Linked DNA regions of Rattus norvegicus: region 2 is linked to region 1. Evidence: chromatin contacts called from public HiChIP or PLAC-seq data. All regions are on one chromosome and are shown on one strand. The core of a region is the stretch at or near the end of the contact, and the rest is flanking DNA. Distances in the headings are between cores, read along the strand shown.

Region 1 (7,396 bases), core at 2,278-4,777:
TCCTTCCTTTCTTCCTTCCTTCCTTCCTTCCTTTTGATGATATTTATCATGAAACTCTGGCTGTCCTGGAACACCAGAGTGGCCTTGAACTCACAGAGATCCACCTGTCTCTGCTTCCCAAGTGCTGGGATTAAAGGTGTGTGCCACCATGCCTGGCTTCCCATAAAGACTTTTATAGGTGTAAATACAACCATTTTTATATTTCTACAGCAGATAAAGAAACAATAAATGAACATTCTAAAATGATTTTTGAAAAGAATACTATTCAAAGACTTATACAGATACAGCCAGCAAGACACTCTGTAACAATCAATGTGTAGGGAAGAGTGAGACGGAATGAGGAGCACCAGGAGACACACATCTCCAACTGCAAGGGCAGTGTGACAGAGGAGGGGGTCACCTTTCGGACAACTGTGCTGGGTGTGTACACAAAGTATGGTGGGAGAATTCTGACCCAAGTTTAACTATATAAAAACAAATCCTGAGCTTAAACGTAAACCAATGGGAAATAGTGAAGAAAATCTTTACAAGGAACACTGCAGAAGGTATTTGGGATTTTACTTGAGGTACGGGATGGCTCTAAGGATCCATGTGAGGAGAACAGCAAGTCAGACTTGCTAAAACTTAAGACCTGCATCCCTGTGTACGACCTGATCAGAGCAGAGCTGCACACTGCACAAGCTATCCAGTGGGGAAGAGTCTTTTAAAAGTTATAATTATTAGCACATTGAGTTGGACAGATTTACAGGTCTGGCTGTAATGTTTGTTTCCATGTACAAACCCATCACACTTTGATCACATGACTCTCTCTCCTGCCCTCTCCATATCTCTCCTGGCTCCCTCTCTGCTTCTCTACTGGTCCTTTATGGGAAGTGATTGAGAGCCATCCATCTCACAATGGATGATGCTCTCAAAATCCAAAGCTTAAACAACCACAATCCAATGAAAGTGTGGGCAAAGTCACGAAGAGATGCTTCACAAATGAGCACAGGAGAAGGGGTTCAGGGTCACTACTCACCACTAAAATGAAAATGAGACCCACGTGACACAGCACTGCATCCTTAACAAAATGGATAAAATACACAGGAGTGGCAGCAACAGATGTGGGTCACTCACGACATCATATAATGTTAACTAGTTTATTAAAAAAACGCTGAATGTCCAACCACCAAACAACCTCATCCTTGGCCACCTGGGACTTAGTTTAGACAAAGAACTGAAAACTCGTTACAGGAGTGTTTACATGGGTTTGCTTTATTAAAGCCTCCAGTTTGGAAACCATCTGGTGATCCATCCATGACTGAAGTCTGAACGACGATATCCATAGCACGGAACAGAGGAAAGACAAAGAAACGTGAGAAAGCTCCATGCAGTGTGAGCCTCCTTACAGGAGATGAAAACTTCAGAGGAATGGAGAGGAGATTAGTGGCCGTCAGAGGGAGGGATGCGGAGGGGACAGGCGGGGTGTGTGGACATCCAGGGCAACCTGGGTGATCCTAGTGGTGAGAGGAGAAGTTTGATGTTTACTATGATGTCAACCCTGTTTACGGTGTTCTACTACAGCTTTGGAATTGTGGGAGGCGGGAAGGGAAATCAGGGAGGCAGAGAAAGGATATATGTTGGTGTTGACACCTGCTATGGCTCCATGTACTCTATGGTATCTTGAGATGGAAGTTTGGTTCAGAACAATTTCACGTGCAGACAATCTAGACACATCGGGTCTGTAGCTGCATGTGTCTAAGGATAGTTATAAATAGTGCAAAACACAGAAAATCATAAACTTACTCAAAACACCACACACACACACACACACACACACACACACACACACACACACACACACTCAGCAAAATGGCCATGGGTCTTGCATGTAAACTTTGTAAACAATGACATGTTGTTGCTGTGCAGTTCGATACGTCCAATGGAGACAGTACAAGCTGCCAAAATGCATCTGATATTCATAATTTTGTGCCAGAGTAAGTAGACTCCTGTTACTTTCCAAAACTTTAAGCTTTGGTCTTAGAGAACCAGGGTCTGTCTGTGTTGCATGGGTGATGTTAAAGCTTTGCTCTCAGGAGTGGATTCACAGACCTGGTTAGCTCGCTGTGCTGACTGTGGATAGGTTGCCTTTACAGAGTTGGTCAATGCTGCTGTGGATGGACGCCAAGGAAGGCGGGAGGAGAGAGGACAGGGCTGGTGTTTCCAGTTTATTCTTCTCCATGTCTTTGGGAAGGCAAGCAACTCTTAATGGCCAGGCTGGTTCCCTGAACACTGTCCCAGCCTTGACCACTTGGCACTGGCTGTTAAGACATGAGAAAACCAGAGGTGGCCCCAGGAAAAGGCATTTGAAAGACAACTTTGAATGTAGTTGAATGCACACACATCCGTTAGAGTTTAGCTGTACAGACACCGTGGTTTTGAAACTCAGAGATGTAAGATCTTGTCCATGGCAACAACAAAACAGTTTCTAGGAAATGTGGAGACTTGTCTCCTTCCCAGATTCTGAAGTCACATGAGCTGTAACTGCCCACAGTACAGGGCAGAGACACACTTCAAAGCTTTGCGAGCAAAACAGAAAGATGATCTGCTAATGCACTATCATTTGAATGAAAGCAGTATTTAAATGACCACATGCACTCTGTCTAAATCAATAAGTACAAAGAGAATAATAACTGCTTTCCCTGGCTTTCCCGGTTATGCACTTTGGTGTTGAAGATGGCTCCTATTCACCTGTATTAATTTCATGTTGGGGTAAATTATACTAATTTCTTGGGCTTCGGGTCATAGAGAATAAAAAGATAATGGTCTTAGTTAGGGTTTTTACTGCTGTGACAAAACACCATGACTAAAAGTAGGTTGGGTAGGAAGTGTCTATTTTGCTCTCACATCCACATTATAGTTCATCCTTGAAGGAAGAAACTCAAAAAGGACAGAAACCTGGGGCAGGAGCTGATGCAGAGGCCATGGAGGGGTGCTGCTTACTGGCTTGCTCATTATGGCTTGCTCACCCTGCTTTCTTATAGTACCCAGGACCACCAGCTCAGGGGTAGCATCATCCACCAATGCGGTGCACCCTCCCACATCAATCGTTAATTAAGAAAATGCTCTACAGGGTAGCCTACAGCCCAGTCTGATGGAGGCATTTCCCAATTGAGAGTTCCTCTTTCCAAACGACTTTAGCTTGTGTCAAGTTGACCTAAAACTAGCCAGGACAATAATATTCACCTGTTGAATATGGATTAACCTTTCCACAAAGAATCACTGAAGAGGATTTTACTAACACATGAAAAGGGACAAATTCTTCTGGTTAAAATGTTCTCTGCTACGGTATCAGCAGAATAGACCATACACACACTGAAGCAGAAAATTCCAAATTGCAATGAGCAAGGCGCATGAAACGCAAGTGCAGTGGGGCCCCGAGTGGGAGACACAAAGCTCCTCTGTCACACGGGGCAGGGCAGGCTAGACTATTAAGAATCGCTCTGTCTTTCTCTCTTCTAACCCTGGGAGCCCTCCTCTTCTACGGATCTTTATGAACTGGCCTTTGTCTCTTCTCTGATGAAAGAGGCGCTTATGTTCTGTCCTACTCTTTCTGGTGCCTGATGGAAGCCCAGTGATGGGAAAAATAACTAGGTCTAAAGGAAGACTGGAGTGTTTCCAAGGTGACGCGCTCTGGTTTCCACGACGTCTCTGGAGTGTCAGTTCCAGGAAGCGCCTGCAGGGGGCGGTATATACTGAAGAACGAGCAGTGGATTGTGGCGCCTCAGAGGGACCTTGAGGGAAATGCGGGGTAATTTTTTTCACTAAAATTTAAAAATGTTTTTTTTTTTCCATGGGTGATTTAGTGAAAGAGTCAGGGCGTTAGAAACTTGAGCTTCTGTGATTATCTTTTCTAAGGCTTCCATTTCTCATGTGAGGAATTAAGCAGATAAGGAATTAAACCATGAAGCTTTGGGTTTAAGTAGCTCCCTGAGACGCGCGGACGCTGAGATAGGCGACCACCTGCCGTGCTGCAGGAGACCTCTAACTAGCCTTGGCCAGCTTTGCTGAAAAGATAAATGTCCAATAGTAAAGCACTCCCAGACTCTCTGCCACTGGACACTAGCATTTCTATAGTTCAGGACTGAGAAGTGGCCAACAGCCTTTAGAGGAAAACATGAAATTCAAAGTAGATAGAATTATGAATGCAGGGCTGTGTTTTGTTGTTTTACCATGGTGTCGGAAAGCAGCTAAAAGCAGCAAACAAAGGCACCTCTGTCACTGCCTCTCTGTCTCTGAGTCCCCCCTCTTTCCTCCTTCCCCCTCCCCCCTCCTCCTCCGACTCCTCTTCCTCCTCCTTTCCCCCACCTTCTCTCAGTAGAGAATCCTGGCTCTGTAGTCCTGGCTGACCTGGCAGTCACCAGCAGAGTTTGTCTCCCACTGCCTGCCTCAGGGGCTGGGATCTGAGAGTGCTGGGATTGTAGGGCACCATACCCGGCTGTTTCTGTCTTCGTGATTTAAGTTTTGCAGTCATAAATGTCTCAGAATTTATTTACTTCTACATTTTCCAGCTTTAGAAATATGTTTCTAAAGCATTTCCCAACGATCCTCTGGGTTTTATTGGACTCCTTTGAAACCCTTTTCATCCTTAATTTTATTAGTCTGGGTCTTCTCGTCCCTTGACTAGTTTGGCTAAGGGTCTGTCAGTTTTGTGTTTCTTTCCAAGGAAATGAACTTTGGCCTCACTGATTCTGTGTATTGCTCATGTACTTTCGTTCCATTAACTTCCGCCCTGACCTCCATTATTTCTTGCTGTTTAGTACATTTGAGTTCAGCTTGTTCTTGTTTTTCTAGGACATTAAAGTACATCGTTAGGTTATTTGAGATACCCCTCATTTTTTTTTCTTTTTTTCGGAGCTGGGGACCGAACCCAGGGCCTTGCGCTTGCTAGGCAAGCGCTCTACCACTGAGCTAAATCCCCAACCCCTATACTCCTCATTTTTAAAGATTTATTTATTTATTATATATAAGTACACTGTAGCTGTCTTCAGACACACCAGAAGAGGGCATCGGATCTCTTTACAGATGGTTGTGAGCCACCATGTGGTTGCTGGGAATTGAACTCATGACCTCTGGAAGAGCAGTCGGGTGCTCTTAACCGCTGAGCCATCTCTCCAGCCCGATTTTTAATTATCTGTTTGAGATGAGGTCTTGCTATGTGGTTCTAGCCTGGAACTTACAATGTAGACCAGGCTGGCCTTGAACCTGCAGAGGTCTGTTTGTGCTACAATTCTCAGCTATCTCTGACATAAAAAAAATGAATAAGGTTAAAATATAATGACATTTTCCTCTTCCCATTTCTTTTTCCAACCTCTCCAATGTACTTACCCTTCCTTGTTCCCTCTCAAAATCATGTCCTCTTCTTCTTTAGTTGCCACTGTTGCACACACACACACACACACACACACACACACACACGCACGCACACACACACTTTATATGTTTATTTCCTTGATGTCTCTTCATTAACCTATGTGCTATTCATTTTGTGGACTTTCGTATCTCTATTATTTAATTCAAGTGCAACTCTGTTGATCAGGGCATACACACTGTATGTTTTAAATGATATACACTTATCATATGTACATATAGTTACATATACGTAACACACACACTGCTCAGTTTGTATACTGCTGTTTGTGTATATGTGGTTGTGGTTTCAGGGCTGACCATGAATATTGGACCACCAATTAGGGGGCTCATCCCTGAAGAAGGCCTTTTCCTGCTGCTCTCAGTATTTCTTAGCTGCTTGTAGTTCTTAGTCTCTGGGTGGGGCCCAGTGAGGTTCCCTGTCACATATAGCATTTCAGTTGGTGCTGTACTTCTTCAGGTCTTGTTTAGGCTGACATGTTGTTTGGGTACCATGAGTGTAACTTCCCTGTGTTTCCTTGGAGACACAGTGTCACTGTCACTGCAGTTTTCCTGATCCTCTGGCTCCTGCAAGTTTTCCACCCTTCCCTCCTCAACATTCCCTGAGCCTTAGGTGCTGCAGTTGTCTTGTGGGCATCTGTCCTCACACCCATAGATAAGTGTGGCTCTCAACCCCCATAAAAGTAGCTTCTCTTTGTGTCAGAAGGAAACTAGTCAAAGCACAAAAAGCAAGCAGTCATGGATGCTCAGCCCTCGCTGTCAAATCTCCTCAATGGGCACGCTGGCACATTTTTATTTCACTGTTGATTCTAGAGGTTAGCTTTGCTGGATATAGCAGTCTTGGCAATTATTTACTTTGAGGGCTTGAAATACATTGTTCCATGCTCTCCTGTCTTTAGGGTTGCTGGTGAGAGACCTTATTATCCCAACATGTTTGCCCCAGAGGTGAGTTGGTATTTTTTTCCTCGTAGTGCTTTTTTTTAAAAAAAATTTATTTTATTTATGATTGTGTGTGTGTGTGTGTGTGTGTGTGTGTGTGTGTATGTGTGTGTGCTTGCTTATGTGGTATGTCTCTCTCTGTGTATGGACACGTGTGCGTGGGACCAGCAGAGACCAGCAGAGGTTCCAGTGGAGCTGTAGTTATAGACATTGAAAGGTCATAGAAGGAGTTTTCACGTGTGCCGCTAAGTGAAGAACATGGAAAAGGTTAAATAGCAAATAACATATTCTGTTATTTTATTCTAGAGGGGGAAAGACTAGGCAGAGAGTCTGGGTGAGTGATTGTGAAGGACTTGGGGAAGAGACACCCAAGAAGGTAGAAAGCAGATTTCCAGAGCAGTGAAACTACTTTTGTAAATGACTTGACAACTATTGGGCCTGCCATGATTTGCTTGCACGGAGTGTGGGCTGAAATATGAGCCGTGGACTTTGAGTGACAATGAGGTCTGTGAGCAGGCCGCCGATTCTGACGGTGCGCCATGCCGCTGGGATGTGGGTGGGGACGAGAGAGACATGGGAATCTTTTGTATGTTTTGATTCATTTGTTCTGAACCTATAACTACGTTGAAAAAGAGTCTACTTTAAAAAAGAGAGAGATGAGAAAGTCTGCAGAGAAATTGTGTTGTGAGCCTGGGTAGAAGGTAGTGATGTTCATCCTCCCTGTGAGAGAATCCCCGTCACACGCTGACCTGGACCCGTAACCATGTTAGTCTTTGTCCATCATGGTAACCAGGCAAACGTCTCTGTTCACTCAACAAAACACACTGTGTACCAGCTCTGTGCCAGGAGCCTGGGACAGTCTCATACACATAATCAGAGAAGACACAGGTGACCGGGCAGTTAAAATCCTGGGGACAAATATTAGGATAGTTGTTTAACAGGGTTCCTAGAGCAACTCTGCACTGACGGTTTGCATGGCTGATCTCACTCTCCAGTTTGCTTTTGGGGAAGGAGACAACTAATTAAGCTGCTAGAACCCTTCTGTCAA
Region 2 (7,396 bases), core at 1,556-4,055, 53 kb before region 1:
GGGTGGATCTAACCTTAACTCAGAGATCCTCAGATAGGAAGGGAGTGAAGCCAGAGAGTTGGTGTCCAAGCATCAGGTCACTTGGCTGTGACTGGCTTTGAGAGTGGAAAGAGGCCACGAACTTAGGAAAGGAAAGGTCTTCAAAGGAGCTACAGGATATCCGGTCACTCTGTGAACCCCGAGATTGTGTTGTTTGCAGGAAACAATACCTGTTTCTACTTGTGGTGTGGCACACAACTTTAATCCCTCTGGCTAGAATACAGACACATCCTTAGTACGCACCTTCAAGCCCATGAAATCCAATGAAAGTAAAGTTAGTTTGTAGAAGGAAGCACCCATGCTTCAAAGGGATGTCTAATTGAGTGACAGAAAAAGTGACGAATCAGAGAAAGATTTGACAGAATAGGACCCTTACAGGGTTGGCTCTTATAAGGACACAGAGAAAAGAGAGGCTACTTGAGAGAGAGGGAGAGGGAGAGGGAGAGGGAGAGGGAGAGGGAGAGGGAGAGGGAGAGGGAGAGGGAGAGGGAGAGGGAGGGGGGAGGGAGTTTTATCAGGAGAGTTTTACAGAGACAGGTCAAAAAGAGAACAAGTTAGACATAGGTGAAGATAAAAACCAGCCATAGAAATGAGAAAGCGCTAGAAGGATCCAGAAGATCAGAACGGATTGCCAGAGTTAGTCTGAGGCCAAGTAGAGCAAACCTTCAGGAGACGCTGAGAGAGAAGCCAGATTGGAGAGTGGTTTGAGCCAGAACAGCCGAGTTGAACCAACCAGCCAGAGCTCAGAAATAATTAGGAAGGGTGAGCTTATTCAGTAGTAAGTCTCAGAGGCTGAAATCATTCTAGGCCTAGATTAGATTGTACGGAGGCTGGAAGCTTCTAGGACTAGGCTTTAGCAGTCAGAGGCAGTAAGTCTTAGAGATGACATCAGGTCAGTGAAAGATGCTTTTACACAGAGGGAATGTAACCCCCTTGCTATCATGATATCAGTCTCCAGAGAATACATCAGACTTCTTGACCTTTGAGTGCTCTACAACAATCCATTAGTGCTGTTTTCAGGTACCACTTCTGTGAACTGTATCACAGTCACAGTAGGAAGCCAATAGAGGCTCCACTCTCAAACTCACATTCGACTCACTTTGGTATGCCTCAGATTGTGGATGCCCGTTTAGGAAGACTTTTCTCTTGATTATCTTATCATGTTTTCTCTAGATTAAGGGGCTAGGTGGTTTAAGATGATAAATGATGTGACTAGGGATGTAGTTCAGTTGCTAGAATGTCTTGTCTTGCAAGGATAAGGCTGTGGATTTGATTCAAGCACCATAGAACTCTCTTCTTCTTCCCCACTCCCTCTGGACACACACATGAGCATGTATGTGCATTTGTGTGTGCATGCACAAGCACACACACACACACACACACACACACACACACACACACACACACACACACACACCAGACCTCTCACAAAGAAAAGGAATACCAATGCCAAAAACATAAACACATGTAGGGAACTCAGCAGCAGAACTAACTAATTTGGTACAATTCTTCATTAGTTGCTTCAGATTCAACATGATGCTGATACTATCAGAGCTGACAAGAGTTTTGTCTCAGCTTAAAAGGATCAAGGACAAAGAATATTTGCTTTCTAAAATGAGGAGTTGGGTTTTATCTTACATTGTCACCATTATGATCGATTTATTTCTTTTCAAGGCAGGGTCTCCCTATGGTCTCTCCTTGTCTGGCCAAGAGTAGGTTGGCCCCAAACTTATAGAGCTCTACCTGCTTCAGTGCTGAGTGCTGAGGTTAAAGTTGTTTAAGTCACTATGCCTGGCTTTTTATCTTACTTTAATTTAGTTTAACTTTTTTTTTTTTCAAGAGGGTCTCCTATAGCCCAGGCTGGTGTTGAAGCTACTACGTAGCTGAACGTAACTTTGAATTTCTGATCTTCCTGCTTCCACTCTGGAGTGCGAGCTTATAAGGCTGTGCTATTCCACCTGTAGGGATGAGAACCAGGGCTCTGTGCGTGCTGGTTAAGTGCTCTACCCACTGAACTATGCTCTTGGTCGATAGGCTTTGAACATATCAGACCTTGTTAATAAATTACATAAAATCATCACAATGAAGAAGTACTCTTAAAAATACAAAGTACTTACACTGTAGCTAGAAATTAACAGTGAGTCCGAAGCAAACCCGACTAAGTAGCAGCCGTGTAACAATAACCATTGTTATGATGACCCCATCCCTTACAGACTTTTACAATGTAGCCATATCCTTACACAGAATTATTTGTTACCAAATGCTAACCCCCTTGGTTCATACACAAGAAGCCCAACGATCTAAAATCAGACAAAGTTGAGATGCAAAGCTTATACTAGCATCATAAAGGGAAGCAGAGAGAGGGTGGCCTGAGGAAGGAGGTAACTTCAACCATCCAAAGAAAACAACAAGAGGAATTGAATGCTGAAAAGCTATAGAAAGAGAACAGAAAACTGTATAAAAGCTGTGGAAAATATCCCCGTAAAGTTTTGGATGTTACTATTGATAATATTTGTATTTTTTCATCAGATATAATTCTTAGATTTTAGATTAAAAAAAAAAAGGACAGAGCAAACTAAAACTGAGAAAGGTCTGTCTTTAGGCAGGCTGGCAAATGGCTGCAGAGTGGGAAACATCTGGCTTTGTCTGTGTTCCCTCCCCCACAGACACTTTGCCGATGAAGGCCACATGCCCCCTCCTTCCCTTCCTGCAGCCTTCTCTGTGATGTTTGGAGCTTTCCAAGGTCCTTTCCTACTGAAAATTCCTGTTTACTATAGAGACATGCTAATCATAAACAGTCTACACCACAAACACTGCCGTTTAGGACCCTGAATTTGGCTTCTACTCTGTTAGGAAGCTTCCTCCTTACTCTGGCTTCCTACTTCCCCCCATACACAGTTTCTTTTTTAAGGTCTAACCCCATGTTTAAGCTCCCTTGTGAATGATATTTTTATAGGATACAGCCTTGGACAGTGTCCACTAAACTACAAAAGACACTTTGATGCAGGTCCCTTGTATCGCTTACTGCTGTGTGTTCTGTAAAGTCAGTTCTGTGGTTTCGAGGAAGAATTTAAATACATTTATTTATCTCTCTGTTCACGTTCAAACCAAATTACTCCCAAACCTCAGGCTATAATTGATATCCTTGAACAACAAGCCTTTTCATCGTCTGGAGCAACGAAGTTACAAGCCTTGCCGATGAATCTGACCTGTCCTGCGCTGGACTGTTGATGGAGTTGAGAAATGTAATTTTAGATTTCCCAGGGTCAGCTTGCCCTCGCCTTGGTGGCCCTCTCAATAATCTTTGTCTCTGTGATCATCAGGCAACACATATTGTATGTCCTTTGAAAGCAGACCTATCTTTTCCCTTCTTTAAATGGTGTGACTAAGAAGAAAGGTGACCATGGTTTCAATGGAAAGCTGATATATGCTGAGAATTGCTCCTAGCCTCAGCAACCCAAAACATGTGTGATGGACAGAAAGGTCTACTTTCCAGGGCTCACACAAATGCACCAGGCAGTGTGGCATGATCATGTTCAAATATCATTTGTGTGTGTGTGTGTGTGTGTGTGTGTGTGTTTGTAAAGTCATGCCCTTGAGAAACAGAAAAGGTGGTAAGATATAAACAAGCAAAAAGAAAAAAAATTAATTAATTTTGTAGTTAAAGCAACTTGAAAAATTATGGAAGAATTAGAAAGACAATTCTTTCTCTCTCTTTTTTAAAATTTATTTATGTAAGCACACGGTTGCTGTCTTCAGACACACCAGAAGAGGGCATACAGATGGGTGTGAGCCACCATGTGGTTGCTGGGAATTGAACTCAGGACCTCTGGAAGAGCAATTGGCGCTCTTAACTGCTGAGCCATCTCTCCAGCCCCCAAAAGACAATTCTTAAGAGCCTTCAGTAAGGTAACAAGGATATGACCTCCTACTTCCTAAGAGGTTTACAGCATAGGATGACCATGAGGTTGGTTTTTTTTTTTTTTGAGTCTAAAATGCATCATGGCCTCTTGAGACATAGTTTGGGGAATGCTCACAAGCACCCCTATCTACCTCATTCTTTAGGGGAGATTGTGAAGTTCTAAAATTCTGGGAGGACTATTGGAAACAAGGTCTGGCCTAGGATTTAAGTGGAGCAGCCGAAAGCAGGAACCACTTACCTTGGCTTTGGGCAGGACAAACATGCAGAGAAGGCCGGTTTGTGACTTTCTGTTACAGGAGCAGACACATCCAGGGGACCTCTACACTTGCGTTAATGATTTTACTATTTTTATTTTATGCCTGTGATTGCCTGGATATATGTCTGTGCCTGATGCTCTTGGAGGCCAGAAGAGGGCACTGGATCCCCTGGCACTGGAGATACAGGTGATTGTGAGCTGTCACATATGTGCTGGGAACAAAACTCAAGTCCTCTGCAAGGGTAGCCAATGCTCTTCATCACTGAGCCACCTCTCTAGCTCCATTTACCATTACACTTGCATGTATGAACATGTGCGTGCGTGTGTGTGTGCATGTGTGTGCGTGTGTGTATGTGTGTGTGCTCGCGAGTGCGTGCTCTTCATCACTGAGTCACCTCTCTAGCTCCATTTACCATTACACTTGCATGTATGTACGTGTGCGTGTACATGTGTGTGTATGTGTGTGTGTGTGTGTGTGTGTGTGTGTGTGTGTGATGTGGAGGATCAAAGGACAACTTGCAGAACTCAGCTCTCTCCTTCCAACATATGGTTTCCAGAAACTGAACTGAGGTCATCAGGTTTAGTGGCAGTGCCTCTACCTGCTGGGCCGTCTTCTTGTGAGCCTACCACGTGACGGGTTATAAGTGGAGAGAACAGGGGTGGGATGAGGTAAGTCACTCAGCTAGGCTGAATGAACATGACTGACTTTTGACTTGCAAGCTGTTGGGTTTAGGAGTTGGCATTTATGTAAAGTTGAACACGTCCTCTCTGAGGAGAGGAGGCCTTCCTAGTATCATTAAGCAACATTTTAAAGAGGCACTGAAGAATCAGTTGCTATCATGTTTCCTATAAGGGAAGATGAATAGAAAACTGAAACCAAACTAATGGTTTGTATTCTCTACTGTCTTTGCCAAAGCCAGTCCCCACCCCCAATTCATCTATATCTGAAAGAAGCATCCTTAGGAGAACTTTGAAGAACTTACTAATTATTTTTACATATTATCAAAACAATACCCAAGGAAGCGAGTTTCTGGCCGTGGGCATTGCTGCCTCCCGGTAATGTAATTTAGCTAGAGATCAAAGGTTAAGTGCCTCTTATCCAAGGCTAAGTAATTATCCCCATTATGTGTGTTTTTGGAAGTGTTTTTATTGTTAATGCAAAGTGAAATGAACAGTCTTCCTCCTGCAAACCACTGTGAGTTGTGAGTCTGCATCTCGGAGCACATTAGAAGAGGCAATTAGAAATTCTTATGGACTCCGGAGTTCAAACGAAATTTTGTCATTTTAATTAGAAGTTTATTCTTTTGCCAGGCATCAGAGCGTCTGGTGTTGAGGCACAGTGAAATAAAGAACCATTGCTTTTCACAGTTTTCACAGTTGCTCATTACCTTTCCCCATCTACCGACCCTGGCAGAGGCTTAGCCTGGTAAGCCAACACTACTTCTGCAATGGAGGGCTTCCATGGTTAGACCCTGACGCTCACATGTGGAGTTGCTCTCTAGCCCTTCGGTAGTGAGTCTCCAATTACTGCCCCGTTATGGAGTTCTGTGTTCACAGGGACATGGGTATCCTGTATCAACTACTGTCTCTAACCAACATCCTCCATTAACTTTCCCCGTCTCCTTTAGGAAATGAAGACGTGTCCCCAGCATTCCCATTTGTCTAGTATTCCCGAGCAAGAGATAGAGTTGAGAGGCAGGCAGGACCATGATCCAGTTCGATAGTCCTGCATGCGCAATCTCAAGACTCTGGTCATGGTAGCCATGCAGTCTGGCTGCCATGGAGCCAGCATCTGGGATAGCCATTAAAGCTCTCTGGCTCTTTGCTTGAGGGATGTTTGGTTCCTCATCATAAAAGCCACTGCATTCCCTTGCATTGCATAACATCAAGGAATAAATATGAGGCAAAAGGTAGTTTCGGACACTTGCTTTTCCTCTTTCCCACATAGATAAATCTGCATGGTGGAAAATGTAAAACATTTAATTATACTGTGCAGAATAGTTAGGATCTTAATGGAACTTAATGTGAAATCAATCACAGCTTACATGTATGCCTGTCAGAGGAGTGGGGCAGATCCCTGCTAAAGATGATTATCTCACGAGGAAAGGGAAACCCAGATAGCCCAGCATAAGTAACCCATGGCAACTTGGGACATAATTGTGCACAAGGCCATGATTCTTCTGTAGTTCAACAGCTCGAGTCATGGTGTCCCAATGTACTCAAAGTCTCGGGAAAGAGTTCAAGGTGGGAATTGGGCTCTTAAAAAAAAGATTTATTTATTTTATGTATATGAGCACACTGCAGCTATCTTCAGATACACTATAAGAGGTATTGGGTTCCATTACAGATGGTTGTGAGCTACCATGTGGTTACTGGGAATTAAACTCAGGACCTTTGGAAGAGCAGTTAGTGCCCTCAACAGCTGAGCCATCTCTCAAGCCTAGGAATTGGGCCTTTTAAGTGATCAGGCCACTTTCAAGGGCAAGCAGATACAAAGGCTATTGAGTGGTTTTTGGTTTTGTGTTAGCAGACCATCCCAGGATTTTAGAAGGTGAAGGACCGATGGTTCTGGCTGCTTACAACCATTTAAGAAAAGGATTAAGGAGAGAGGACAGGGATCCAGGCACCAGACGGTGGATCCGTGCACCCACAGCACTAAAGGGTCTTAGGCTGGAGACTGCAGAATCTTCCAGGCGCTGGGAAGGCCGTGGCTTGGGGACACTTGGGGAAGGGAGTTTTGGAGTGATCCCAACAAAGGGTTAAACTCCCCGATAGCTGGCAGGCTTTCATTCTTGAGTTTTGAAAAGCTGTCAGACAGTATAAGGGAAAAGGTCGGAGAACATGATCATAATGGCGAGAAAACGACAAGAGCTACAGATAAATGTGGAGTGGGCGAGTGACGGAGCTGATAGCAAAGACAGACAGAAATCGCCAGAGAGGCTCAGAGTGGGAAGATTGCGCTGCATATCTGAACGCGCATGGGGAGTATCAGGAGGACATTGTTCAGAGTGAGTGACTGCTTTCTCTTGTTTTCCTTTAGAAGGGAGAGCTGTTTGGAAGCTGACCAGCTAGGGATATGGCTGGCGTTCACTTTTTCCCATGCACATAAACATAGCGGCCACCAGAGGGCGATGTTGCACGAGAGCGAGCAGAGAGCATCCTCTGGGATTATAGCACCC

The links. HiChIP or PLAC-seq counts read pairs in DNA pulled down with a chosen protein or histone mark.
Region 2: an H3K27ac HiChIP or PLAC-seq map of oligodendrocytes shows a contact between it and region 1, with 4 times the contacts expected there. The contact joins two enhancer-like sites. A contact is called at or near these places in 1 of 12 Hi-C or Micro-C datasets (the Rat2 cell line) and 1 of 1 datasets of contacts at active chromatin or transcription factors (oligodendrocytes).

The regions. Positions count from the first base shown.
Region 1 is chr9:117,977,377-117,984,772 of GRCr8, reverse strand. The region is part of intron 4 of Dlgap1 (DLG associated protein 1); the gene reads right to left. Among named protein-coding and RNA genes, the nearest start is that of Tgif1, 220 kb to the left of the region's middle. Within about 2 kb of position 3,527, at least 32 of the 93 cell types and tissues checked have an H3K27ac peak or open chromatin away from gene starts, as enhancers often do.
Region 2 is chr9:118,029,775-118,037,170 of GRCr8, reverse strand. All of the region lies in intron 6 of Dlgap1 (DLG associated protein 1), which reads right to left. It overlaps LOC102555426 (a long non-coding RNA gene), which reads left to right. Exons shown (of 7, transcript XR_010055090.1): 5 at 1-4,404; 6 at 4,775-4,886; 7 at 7,258-7,396. Among named protein-coding and RNA genes, the nearest start is that of Tgif1, 170 kb to the left of the region's middle. Within about 2 kb of position 2,805, at least 1 of the 93 cell types and tissues checked has an H3K27ac peak or open chromatin away from gene starts, as enhancers often do.